Linked DNA regions of Anas platyrhynchos: region 1 is linked to region 2. Evidence: chromatin contacts called from public Hi-C data. All regions are on one chromosome and are shown on one strand. The core of a region is the stretch at or near the end of the contact, and the rest is flanking DNA. Distances in the headings are between cores, read along the strand shown.

Region 1 (6,390 bases), core at 2,333-4,832, 44 kb after region 2:
ACATTAAAATTTGATAACGCCAACAAAAACAAATACCACAGTAGTTATTACTGCTTTTAATCTGCAACACTATTTATTCCACTCCGACAAGTTAACATGCAGGTAGCCAACAGCTCAAAGCACCAGTACAGTTTCTGTATTCAGCCCCAGGAACTGGAAGTATTTGTTACTTTTTACCTGCCACCCCTTTTAAATAGTTTTAAATTGAGTTTTGAGTATTTAATGAAAGAAAAATATTGAAATTGTTTACCAAGCAGCTTGAAGAAGCAAATGAATCTTATTCAAATGCATTTTAAAAGTTTGCAGCTGCTTTAGTAGGAGCCAGCATACAGAGAGGAAACAAAGCATTAATCACATCATGGTTACATCAACACTCGCTGTCCTCTCAGGTCTCACACAGGCTACTCGGGCACACTAACCAAAGGAGGAACACTTGCATCAATGTGACTGGAGTCTGATAAACTTAACAAGACACCTAAAACAAAAGTAGGTACAGACACTTTTAAAGCAATATATCAATTATCATTGAGTAAGGGCTGTAGAAGCAGATCAGCCTCAGTCAGGAACAAGAGCGTTCATCCAGTGCCCATCAAACCCGCTCAATGGTTCATGCAGGACAAAGCTGCTCCTAAAGACTGCCTTAAGGATGTTAGGCACTGAAAACGAGTGGAAAACGCACAAATTTTAGATAGGCTTTCAGAGGGCAGCAGTCCCCAAACCACACCATCCCATGCAGGTTGCTTGAGAGCAAGGCTTCCTTCAAAACAAACACCTAACAACTTAATCACTGAGCTTGCAGCATAAAAATCTCGCGTTGCTTAGGGGGGGGGAAAAGGTCACAGAGCCCATCTTGAAAATATCACAATGCAAAGAATGCACAAGGGAAAAATCATCACCTTGGACTCTGACTTCCCATGCCTTTCCTCCCGGAGCCCCAGTGCCTCAGCAACCTGCTCCCACTGCTACTGGCCTCGGACACTCTTCCTCCTTTTTGAGCATGCTACAGAAGCTCATCCCACACAAGAAGCCACAAGGATTTTCAGTGCTCTCTGTTGATTTCATCATTTTCAGTGGTATGAACATCCTTTCCTCCATCTCTGAGTCACTTCAAGACCAAATAAGCTTTCAAGTCCCAAACTCTTTGCACATTACTGCCTCAAGTGATGTGGTACAGGGGGCATCCACAAGAGTTTTCCAGGTCAGTAGTTCCTGTGGCACTGCTAGACCACGCTAGATTTCCTTAAGGAAAGGGTAGCCTACTACCATCCCCTATCTTTCTTTATCATCTCTGTGGAAGATGCCTTAAGGATCTCCTACCTTATGTATCTATAAAGAGACAGAGTTCCTCTGGGAAGACAGGGTCCTAGATTCGTCTTCAGCAAGTGTTCTAGACGTACATTTAAATGCCAGGAGCCGCACTGAAGGGTACTCCACCTCCAGCCTCCTTCAGGAATGATGTGAGCAGGACACATTTGATCAAAGTCCCAGGAGCAAGGTTAGCATCTACATATGTGAGTTAGATCACCACACTGTAGGTGCTGTAACTTGGCAAACAGAAATAACTCTCTCTTAGTCCCTGAAGACAACCACAGCCAACAAAGCTACACATTCGTGCATACGGTGGGGTAGTTAGAGCACCTACCTACCAGTGGCTAACCTGGGAGCCTTCTGTAACTCACGGAGAGGCTGCTAACACAGGTATCCCTGGTCACCTCCTGCAGGCTCAAATCCACACAGGAGGACCGTCTCCAAGCTTAACATACTGAAGTACCCGAGTAGCCCAGGAGATGCCAGGAGTCAGATTGTCTGAATAGCCCTGAAGCCAGGGCAGACGGTAAATCTCAGCAGGTCTGCAACTCACTGTGATCTTTCTTGGGTTGATCCAGCCTTTACCTGCCCAAGAAGTAGGGCAGAAGAGAAACTGCATTTGTACAACACAAGGATTTATTTCTTCAAAAGAAGGAACTCATTTAAATTCAATTTTATTTTTATCATTTTCCTCCAGCTTTATTAAGCTAAGGAGATATACGAACAAACCCAGTTTGCTTAGTATGACTTTATAAATACGGTTCTGCTAGCTCGAATATCATCTGTATAAGTAAAGCATTCTAATTTCTAATGGTGTGAAAGCTGGCTTACTAGTACAAATGTACATCTTAAAGAATGTAAAAAAATATTTTTATCAGTGTGTTCGTCACCAGATGTATTCCGTTTACATTCTGTACGCCTCTCCGCGTGGACAACAAACCCAATTCTGGCCATTAACAATTGCCAATAGTCCCTTTCAGTCCTTGGTGCTGCTGTGTTTCAGGCACTGCAAGAAGCGCTAGCCCCCAGTTCTGTTACATTGTAGAGCCATTTTCCTTTGTGCTAAAATTCCCCAAAGCTCGCACAGGAACCAAGGTAGAGCTATCCCTTTAACACAGTTTAACCACTCTCAATGCTTGGAATGGAAAATGTGACTTAGGTACTGAGGTTTAAAAAACAGCTACGATGTATGTATGCAGCCAATTTTTAAAACATGAATCTCGTAAGTTTTTTAGGCTTTTTTTTTTTTTTTTTTTTTTGCATGAGAATGTAGAGCTTACAAGAGCCAGCCAGCTAAATGCAACAGACCATTATGGCTCAGAGGTTTCCAATTTGCAACTAGAAATGGTTTACATTATAACTACTAACAGCTCCAAAAGGTATTTAAAAAGGAGAGAGCGGAGAAAAAACTTGGCATTTCACGAGTGCCTAAATATGGATTGGCAGGAAACAAATTTGATCTGTGCCGTTAATAATAGCCTTACCAAAATAAGTGTTTAACAGGACGGGTTTTATGTGGTTTTAGGAGACCTAAAAATACATTTGCGCAGCTCAGGACCGCGTTCCCGCAGAGCCGCGGTCCCCGGGCATTGTCAGCCCGGGACGGGGCTCGGGGCCCTGCCGCCAGCCCCCGGGGCGCCCCAAAACGCGGCCGGAGCCCGGGCTGGAGCCGGGGGCCTCCCGCCAGGGTCTCGCCCCGCGGAGAAGGGCTGCGAGCCGGGCACAGGAGGAGGAGGAGGGAGAAACGGAGAGGCAGAAGGGGAGAGAAAGAAGTTCCCCGCCGGCCCGGGCAGCCCGAGCCCCGCCGAGGACTCAGCAGGCGCGGCGCGGAGCCCGCACGGAGCAGCCCCGCGGGGGCCCGGCCCGGCCCGGCCCGGGGTCGCAGCCTTACCCTCCGGCTCCATCTGCTCCCGCCGCCGCGCTCCGGCGCTCGCCGAGCCGCTGCGAGTCGGGCCGGGCTGCGCGGTTACAAAGGCGGCCGCCGGGCGAGGGGGGTGGGTTTCCTCTCCCTCCCACTGCAGCTGCATCGCGCCGTGAGGCGCCGCCAGCGGGACGAGGCGCCCCTGAAGGCGGCGGAGGCGGGAGGGGCTCCCGCCGCCCGCCTCGGCACGGCGCGGCCCGGGCGGGGCGGGGAGCGGAGGGGAGCGGAGGGGATGGGATCGCCCCGCCGGCCTGGCGCTTCGTGCCCGCAGGCCGCGGCGGGGCGGTGAAGCCCCCTCACGCCTCCCCGCCCCGTCCCGTCCCTCGCGGCCCGGCCGGCGGCGGCGGAGGGGAAGGGAGCGCCCCGGGGCCGGGGGACGGCGCTGCCGGGCTCCGGGCTCCTCAGCAGCGCCGTGGCCGCCTCCCGGAGGCGCGGCTGCCGCCCGGGACCGCGGGCTGCCCCGCTTGATGGGTCTGATCCATCTTGAGGCGGCCCAGGGCGAAGCCCTGCCGCCCTGTTGTTTGGATGACGGAACCATTGAGTTGGAAAAGCCCTCCAAGATCATCTGTTCCAACCACCCCCTACCACCAGTGTCACCCACTGAACCATGTCCCCAAGCGCCACGTCCAACCTTTCCTTGAACACCCCCAGGGACCGGGACGCCACCACCTCCCTGGGCAACCCGTCCCAATGCCTGACTGCTCTTTCTGAGCAGAAATGTCTCCTCATTTCCAACCTCAACCTCCCCTGGCGCAACTTGAGGCCGTTCCCCCTTGTTCTATCACTAGTTATCTGTGAGAAGAGGCCGACCCCCAGCTCCCCACACCTTCCTTTCAGGCAGGTGTAGAGAGCAATAAGGTCTCCCTGAGCCTCCTCCAGACTAAACAACGCCAATTCCCTCAGCTGCTCCTCAGCTTCACAAGGCTCCCAGCTCCCACACCAGCTGTTGCCATCAGTGCCAAAAGCTCTTTGTGCAGCTGCTGAGGGTGGCTATTGGGCATGTAGCAGGGCCAAGCTGAAAGCATCTGTCCCAGGGCCGTGGATGGCTCTCCAAACTGCTGCCCTTTCCCTTACATCTTGAGTGGAAAGCAAAGAGAATATGAGCCCTGTTGTGCAGTCCCCTCAGACAACCAAATGCTGCTCACCTCCCAGAAAGCCACACCAAACCATATGTCGTTTCAGAGCTTCTTGAAAAGGCAGACCAGGACTGACTCATTGCTCTGTGTCTTTGTCAGGGAGAAGAATGTGCCAGGAACTGAAGGGTGATGCTGTCCTTCACAGGCAATGGGGCATTAATGCTGTGCTGATGAAGCATTGCTCTTGTGGTCAGAGTGGCCCTTCTGCAGAGGGTGTGCTACAGCCATGCTAAAACACTGTCTTCAGATGAAGTACATGTTTAAAGGACAGCTTTCTGAGAGGTAAGATCATCAACCACTCATTGCAAGGACTGAATAATACCAAGTAAAACAACCAAATTAAGCTTAAAAACACATATCAAACAATTTATCTCCAAAGAACAAAAATGAGAAAACTGTCTTCCGAAAGGCATTTCCCCTTAGGAAAAAATGCAAAACAGTAAATTCAGAAATTAACTATATTAGGCTTTAGTCTATTTTTCATTACCCAATAATCAATCTTTGCTCCTTATCTTTTCCCTGAGACAACTAACTAGCCATGATGTAGGTCCCATCATGGAAATACGGTTTTGAGTAACTTTAATATTGTGGTGGAGCAGAAGAACGTTATTGTAATGAAATTCATAAAATGGATTTCTTTGGACTAATTATTCCCAAACAAAAAGACTAGCTGTTCTGGAGTAAAGCCATGAATAAGGTCCAGTTAAACCAGACTATGGAGGCCTGAAGGAAATTTATCAGTAAGGAGCCAGCCTGGATTTCTTGATGTTTCTTTTGAAATCACATCTGTAAGATGTATTTCAAGACCAGCCTCAAAGCATTAATATAGGAATTTAACATACAACCAACCCTTCCAGAGATTAAACTCCTTCCTGTATATGAAATTAGTCCTGTCCTTTAGAATAATGAGACAGCTTCTCTCTGAAGTACTTTCATCAGAGCAGATCACAGCTTACCAGTTATTGTTACATGCTTATCATATAGGACTGATGCTCAGCAACAAAAACAGGCTTAAAAATTATTGGAAATTATCCAGGTTCTTTGCTCTAAACAAAATGAAGTCCTTACCATAATGCATAAAGCTAAGACAAATAAGTGTTTATTTTAGGCATATATTTATGTATAGCACCATTACAAATAACCATTGTTCTTTAATAAAATGATTGATTTATTTCCATCCGCTTCTTGCGCCATCCTATCCAACATTTTGGTTTCATTGTTTCTTTCAATTAGAGCATTTTTTATTGTAGGTACTCTCAACTTTTATGGTCTGGGCATGGGCAGTATTTAATTTGCATCTCTGACCAGAACCTGTTGAATTCAATGAGTAATTCTGGAGGGAGTTTACAATTTAAGTAAACATTAATTTGTGGCCATTACTTTTGGCCAACCAGGATTGTAACAAAGGGCCAGTGTAAGTTTCTTTAAATCTACGAATAAGCTATGTCTTCAACCAAGGTAAGTAATTTGGAGTCAGAGAGCAATATCAGTGGATAAGCAACAAATAAAAGAAGTACTCTTTTTTGCAACTCTGCTAAGGAGTTGAAGGAATAAAAGCTACTGGGAAGATAGGCTGAAAAAGCAAAACTGCTACAGAATTGGTTTTGTAACAGGAAGGGACACTTCCTCTGAATATTGTGTAGTTGCTTTATTTTTCCCCCTGAATTGAGAGGAATTCAGTCATTTAAAAGTGTGGGGAACAAAACCTGGGATTGTGCTTTGGGGCACAGTTTGAGTAAAAGCACAGCACTCAACCTATTGCTGAGTTGCAAGCTGTAGATCCATATCCAGCTATGCTAAGCCCTTTCCTCCTAGCATGACTATCAGAGGCACCCTAGCTATTTCCCTTCAGTCTCTCATGAACGAAGTCATAATGGGAACAAGTCCCTCTTGTCAACATTTCTGCCATTTCTGCTGTTCTCAGGCTTAATCTCAAAGAAGTCAAAGCCTCTATTAAATAGAACAGAAACTGGTTAGCAATCTTCTGTATTGAACTGGATCTTGCTGAGCACCATAAGGTCTTAG
Region 2 (6,496 bases), core at 3,380-5,879:
ATTGAGTCAACTCACAGCAGACAGAAACTTTGAACTACTTTCCAGGACAAGTAAGCTGAATCTATCATTAACCACGTGGAAGGCCGTTTTTCACTAGCAGAAAAGCAGTAGTTTTATAGCAGCTGCCAAGCCAACCCTCCCCGAAGAGGAGACCAAGGGAGAAAACCAGCGGGGAAAAGGGAGCAGGGCTGGTTCCTGACACTGGCGATTAAAAGAGGCTGCAGGAATGGAAGTAGTGACCAGAGAAACCATGCTGAGAACAGCCATAAACAGAACAAAAATATGCTTGCTTAAAAGGAAAATAAGAAAGAAACCAAAGCAAGGCACCACAGAGCACATTCCCCTGTCAGAACTAACAATAGGCATGATAAAACCCAAACACAAAAATATTTTCTTTTCCTGTATGAAACAGGATGCGGTATCGCAGTTTGCAGTCGCTTACCTTGGTCTTCTGAGGTTACCAGCAACACGAAAACCATGCGGCTGTCCTTTTAATCCCAGCCCCGTCCCGTTGCATAAGTGGGGGCAGCGAGGAAGCTGCAGGACCCTGCCCGGTGCCGACCTCCCCTCCTGCAGGGGCCCAGCCAAACCTCCCCGCAGGACGGCACCGGCCTCAGCCTCCAGCCCCACAGCTCCTAACCACGCACCGGCGTTATCCAAGCACTGCCCATGGGTACGAGTCCCCAGAGCAGCAAACTCCAAATGCAATCAGATCTCGGCTAGCAAACTGCTGGGTGAATTGAACTTGGATGCTGCTGGAGTTCAGGTGGGGGCTGGGGGAGGCTGGTGGGTTCTTTGGTTTGTGTGGGGGGCTTTTCTAGGCAGTCGTGTTCTCTGGTGTGGCTTATTTCAAGTACCTTAGCTTCTAGCTCTGATTTCTGTTCCTGCATCTGTAACCCTGTCACCTGGGCTATTACAACCATGGCACACTGAATGGGTGCTTCTCAGCCTTAGCTAAGCAGTGACCATTAAGCTCTTTGCCACTCTTTTGGGACAAATGTGTCCTCAGATAATTCTTTACAATTTTACTTACATTGTATGCCTCCAGGGAGTATCACTCACCCTTGCTTTTGTCTCCATAGCTGGTGACAAAGGAGGCTGCCCGTAACTTCTGCAGTGTGACAGCATTTCCACCGCATTTCAGAATCTGTACGCATCTTACCAGGTCTGATTTCCAACTTTTGGCCATGCAATGTTAAAGTTAAATTCCTGTAAGGAATACAGGAAACAGCTTTTCCATTTTAAAAATGTTTAATTTCTAGCACAAGTGTTGGAGAATACTCGGTCAATTCTCAAGCCTGGCCACAGTTTTGCAAAATCTACACTCAGGCATATAGAAAGTAACATGGCAGGATAAATCTCCACGGCTGGAAGGCAGTATTATGAACTTCTTGTGATTTATCAAAGCAAAAAGGAAAGGCCAATACAAACTCTCTCTTCTCAAGGAAGTATTTGCCTGACTTTTCCCTCTGAATGGCTTAATTGAATTACTCTAGGCCAAAAGGATAGGCACAGTAACTTTCTGTGACACCAACATCAAAGGAAAAAGAAGAAAAAACCTGACTCTTCCATCTAGTGAAGAAAGCAGGTTAACTGATGTAAAGTTTGCAGCATAAAGAGTGACAAAGGCAAGGAGAGGCAACCCGGGGCAGATGTCAGCTAGAGTGACACCGCATGGGACAAAAGCCCTACCAGGGACAGCACACACCAGGGACTTCAGGCAGGCAGCAGCGATGGCAAGCAACATCCCTCCACAACACAGAAGGAGGCAAGAAGTGAAGAGCAGCCAGGCTCATCTCTTCAGTGCGCACAAGTCTTGTTTTTCTCTCCTGAAGCATGACACAAGGTGTGTAAATTCAGTACTAGATTTCAGACTTAATTCCTGTAGCAGGCGAGGCCCAGATGGCCCAGTTCAGCTCAAGGCATTGCAGGGGCCCACTTCAGACAGGGAAGGGACAACTGGATTTTTGTTCATGTATTTCATCGCAAGTATAATGAAACACATAAGTCATTAATTCATAACGCCTCATTCCACTTCTTCTCTTCTGCAAGAAGATGGAAGATAATGCTCTCCTCTCCCCAGTTTATTCCCAATCCCATACTACAATAATACTCCCTCACACCACCACTGCGATCTCCAGCAGCATTTCAACTTACCTTTCCCTACCCCTTCCTCTTTCACAGTCCCAAACACACTTCTCATCCCACCTTTTTCTGGCTATAAACTCAATCTAGCTCCAGTCTCCAGCGTTAGCCTGGCTGTTTTTTATACAGCCCTGGGATGGGTGCCCTGGGACCCCCAGTCCCTCAGAGGTACCGCCCCACACACCACTGCCTTTGGCTCCCGTCTGCAGCGCCAGGTGTTGGCTGGAAGGTCACCAAGGGTGAAGCACAGGACGTAGCTGCAATTCCAAGTTCATTTTCACCATGGATTTCCTAAGCTAAAGCTACCGTTTCATCATTCTGCCCACCTCCGAGCCCGCACTGACCCCAGGTGCCTAGAGCACGGCCCCTCTCCTGGCAGGAGGTGCTGACCCCTGACAGAGGAAGGCGGGCAGAGCAACCCAGCGCTCCCGACACCTTATCAGATGAACACAGAGCATGCTTCTCCTTGACAGGTAACAGGTTTTTCGTTATGATGAAAGAGTCCTGATTTACAATTACACTGATCATGCAAATCAAAGAGCATTTTTCAAGTTACCAACACTCCCAGGACTTCACACCTGTCCTGCCTGAACACAGGAGCCGCAATGCCAGAGCAATCCATCACTGTACAAATCTGAAGAGATTTTACACAGGTTAGACACAAACAAATTATCCCAGCCAAAGCATTTCGGTTTGTTCCTCTCAGATTACCTGCATCTGTGTGATTTACTGTCTCGGGGATTCTCTTCCTAGAACAAAGAGAAAGATGGCAGATCTGCAGCTCCCAGCACTATTTATACAGTGGGAAGGAAAATCAGAGGGAGAAGTGTTACACTGCCCACTCTCCAGTGATTTACAAGACTAATACAGAAGCTCGAGAACAGCCAGACACTACTCACTACCATCAAGACTCCAGCCTTCTTTTAACACTGTGCCACCGAAAAGGGCTTCATGTATTTCTTCAGAGACTATAATCTTATTACATTTTTTTACTAATGACAAAAGCACTATGCAGGACTCTTTCACACTGCTCTGCTGATGTGCTTGTGAATCTTTTTAATGGCACACACTACAATGAGCAAACTCTCATTTAGCCAATAAGGAGAGTAAAAATTATCCTTTGCTTAAGATTTAATGACAGCGTAATGCATCTCCAACAGTGTCCCAATTAACTGGCTTTTTTTTTTTTTTAATCCTGAAATGTTTTATTGGTTTTAGTAAACCAATAATTATCTTCTGCTCATTCAGAAGCCTATTTAGGTACTAAATAAAAGTTGGTAAAACAGAGCTCAGGTTTTTGCCAGAGAACTATGCTTTACCAGGCAGGGCTAGCTCTTCTCCATTAGCATAAGGTGTGGCCACTTTGTGCTAAAGAATTTAAGAAATGTCAGCCTCATTACTGAAAAGCGTAAAGAGCATTCTTAAACTGATATGCTATTTTGGTAGCAGATCTGCTCACTGCAAAATACAGAACAATTTCACAGTAATGTATGTCCAGTAGTTCACGAAAGTCATTAAAGGAGAACATTTTTCAGCTCTTACTGCTGCTTGGTAACTCTACTTGAAATATACTACCTTTACAGAAAACGACAGGGTCATGGAGTCTTTGAGGTACCTCAAACAAAGTCATCATACTTGGCTGCTACACATTTGAAAGCTAAAACACTTAGGTAGCCTTCCTCCCTTTGAGATTGAGTACTAAGTAAGGGCCTTGCCCTCACAGGTACTACTGGAGCAAATGTATCTGAGCCAGACTTTACCTAACCCTTAAGAAGCAGTGCAGCCACCACTGTGGAAGCCTCAGAGAGGTCCAGCCACCTGGGTCCTGGATGTCACCTTTTGGAGACTGGGCAGCCCTCAATGGTGACCAAAGGTCCAGGCTCCACTGCCTCGATTTCTCAGCCAATGGGATCAGCAAACCTCTAGTCATGTCTGCAAATGCTGCAGCTCCCTCCCCTGTTTGCTGGAAGACAATTCTTGCATAGAAGACCTGTTGGTTGTGTGAACATTTTGTTCATTAGTATCTCATAAGAAATGTTTCATTGTGACTGCTTTAGGCCTCCATGGGGACTTTAACCAGAATAAACATACTGATATACAGATCCATCAGCTGGCAAGCCCCCAGGAGCAGAGGTGTCTTTTCTTCTGGGCTCGCCACAGGCTGGCCTGCCCCCCCTGCTGAACTGCTTGCTCATTTTGTACAGCAGAGCCTGATTTTTCTCAGTTCCTACCCAACGACACATGACTTAAGATAAACAACGTTAGGTGCGCCTATCTCACCTCAGGTACACTGAGAAACCCTCAACGTACACATGGAAGCAAAGTGGTTGATAAGGCACCGCTTCCCGCAACAAGGCTCATCCCAAACCTCCACTGAACTGACGCCGCGGCACTCCTGGAACAAATACAAGAGATTAGAGAAAGCAGCCCTTACCACCACCACGCAGCCTCAGGCTCTGCACTCTGCTTCCACCAGAGGCCAGCCCCGCAGATACAGATCCAACAGACTACTCCGAAGGCATGTTGCACCAGGCACTCCTGATGTCAAGCTCAACACTGCTCCCCTTTCCAAGGAGGTACGCAAGTGGATCCTGCACTTTCCAAATGGAGCAACTGAGCATAAAGTGTTACTTTGCTTGCACTTGCATCTTCTTGGCCTAAATTAGTGCTTTTTTACACCATGACCTACTGTCTCTAAGGATTCCAGCACAAGCAGGATTAAGAACCCAGAGAGGTTAAAGGTGTTCCACCAAAACAAGGCAGGGATAAATAAATTGGAAGAGAGTGAAAGCCACTGAACTGGCTCCAGTATTTTGGATCCCAGAGCAGACAGGATAGTATAAAGCACCCTTTATATTTATCTCACCCTGGCAAGCACCAAAGAAAGTTAACACCAACTCAAAGGCCTGTAACATGGACTACAGAAAAAAGCTACAGTAAAAAGATCTATTGTTGGTTTTCCCAACAAAACTCCAGTTAATTTACTGTATCTGTAGCAACCATTTCATTTCTCCTGTTATTTATAACCACATTTTCATCAAATCCATAGCTACAAGCCATAAGGACATGCTGTAAATCACAAACGCTAAAATCGTTGTGACTTACTGCTAAATCTTTGTTCTAAAGAAAAAGCACATCATAAATGATCTCAAGTTGGATTACAGCTGTGCTAGTAATGATTTTAAAGAAATATACATGTATATACATGTTGCAATTTCAGAATCAGAGCATTATCACGAATGTGTATTCAAATTAATACCACAGAAACAATTTACATTTTCTGTTACTGCTAGTCTTCAATACTGAAGTAAACTAAGAAAGAGTCTGGTCTATCATTACAAGAAATGTAACTGGCAACTAGCATTTTCATATATAAGTGTATAGATGATAAGGATAATTATAAACTATGTTAGTTGCTCAGGATATGTCTAAACAGTTGTGTTTAAAATTATATTGCATAAAGTAGCATTTATTGTATGGCAGTCATTGTCTCAATAATTAGTGGTTTTCATGAAATTTCTGCCTCATTATTCCATATTGTCCTTTTATTGATGGAGAACACTCAATGTGTACAATGTATGCTTGCTGGCAAAGCTGCATTATTAAGGAGAGAGGATGCCTGGAAACAATGGACTGACTTGAGAATAAGATTGATTACAGAAACTCAGAAGCTGTTAAGAAAAATACAGAGTTGTTTTTTTGTTTGTTTGTTTTTTTCAAATTTTCTTCTACTATGAAAAAAGATTATTGCAAGTTTAGTTCAGGTAATGAACGACTTGCAATGAGTTTATAATTCTGATCTCTTATATTCCTCAACAGTCAAAGTATGATTTATTTATATCATCACAGTTGTATCAATTCCTTAGGAGGGGTTATGGGTAAACTTTTGTTTAAAAATTGTTAATTAAAATTTTGTTTAAAAATTTGTTGCTGTTGTGTTGTTTCTTAATCAGCTGTATTATCTTCTATAGGCTCCGGTTAGCCTAAACTGCTGCAAACATCACACCACAAGGAAAAACACCTTTGAATGAGCCACCTTTTAGAACCATAATTTCACACCTAAGGTGAACAAACGAGCCAGCATCAAGCAATAGACAGTAACATACACTGTACCCCTCCAAACGCCATACCTCTCCAATTTCCACACCTTCTGCTTCCTTAGAGGCACACTGCTCAGCATCAGTGAGGCCTCAAAATCCCTTCACAGAACAGCAGTAATAATAAAAAAGAGGAAACAGCCCACAGGGAACTGCAATGACGCCCGATGATGGCCTGGCGTTTGCTCCAGCGCAGCCTGCTCCCCCAGCCCCAGAAGCAGAGGAGGCCGGCCTGCGGCACGGCTGCTCACCCA

The links. A called contact is a pair of places that touch in the nucleus more often than the background predicts.
Region 1: a contact with region 2 is called in a Hi-C map of small yellow follicle, with 2.0 times the contacts expected there. The contact joins the promoter of FGD3 here to the enhancer-like site in region 2. A contact is called at or near these places in 2 of 8 Hi-C or Micro-C datasets (F5 follicle and small yellow follicle).

Annotation. Positions count from the first base shown.
Region 1 is chr13:20,278,126-20,284,515 of IASCAAS_PekinDuck_T2T, forward strand. It overlaps FGD3 (FYVE, RhoGEF and PH domain containing 3), which reads right to left and starts at 3,583. Exons shown (of 19, transcript XM_027467624.3): 1 at 3,200-3,583. The coding sequence starts at 3,335.
Region 2 is chr13:20,232,997-20,239,492 of IASCAAS_PekinDuck_T2T, forward strand. The region is part of intron 1 of FGD3 (FYVE, RhoGEF and PH domain containing 3); the gene reads right to left. Among named protein-coding and RNA genes, the nearest start is that of FGD3, 45 kb to the right of the region's middle. Within about 2 kb of position 4,630, at least 3 of the 8 cell types and tissues checked have an H3K27ac peak or open chromatin away from gene starts, as enhancers often do. A contact at or near this core is called in small yellow follicle, where this site is marked.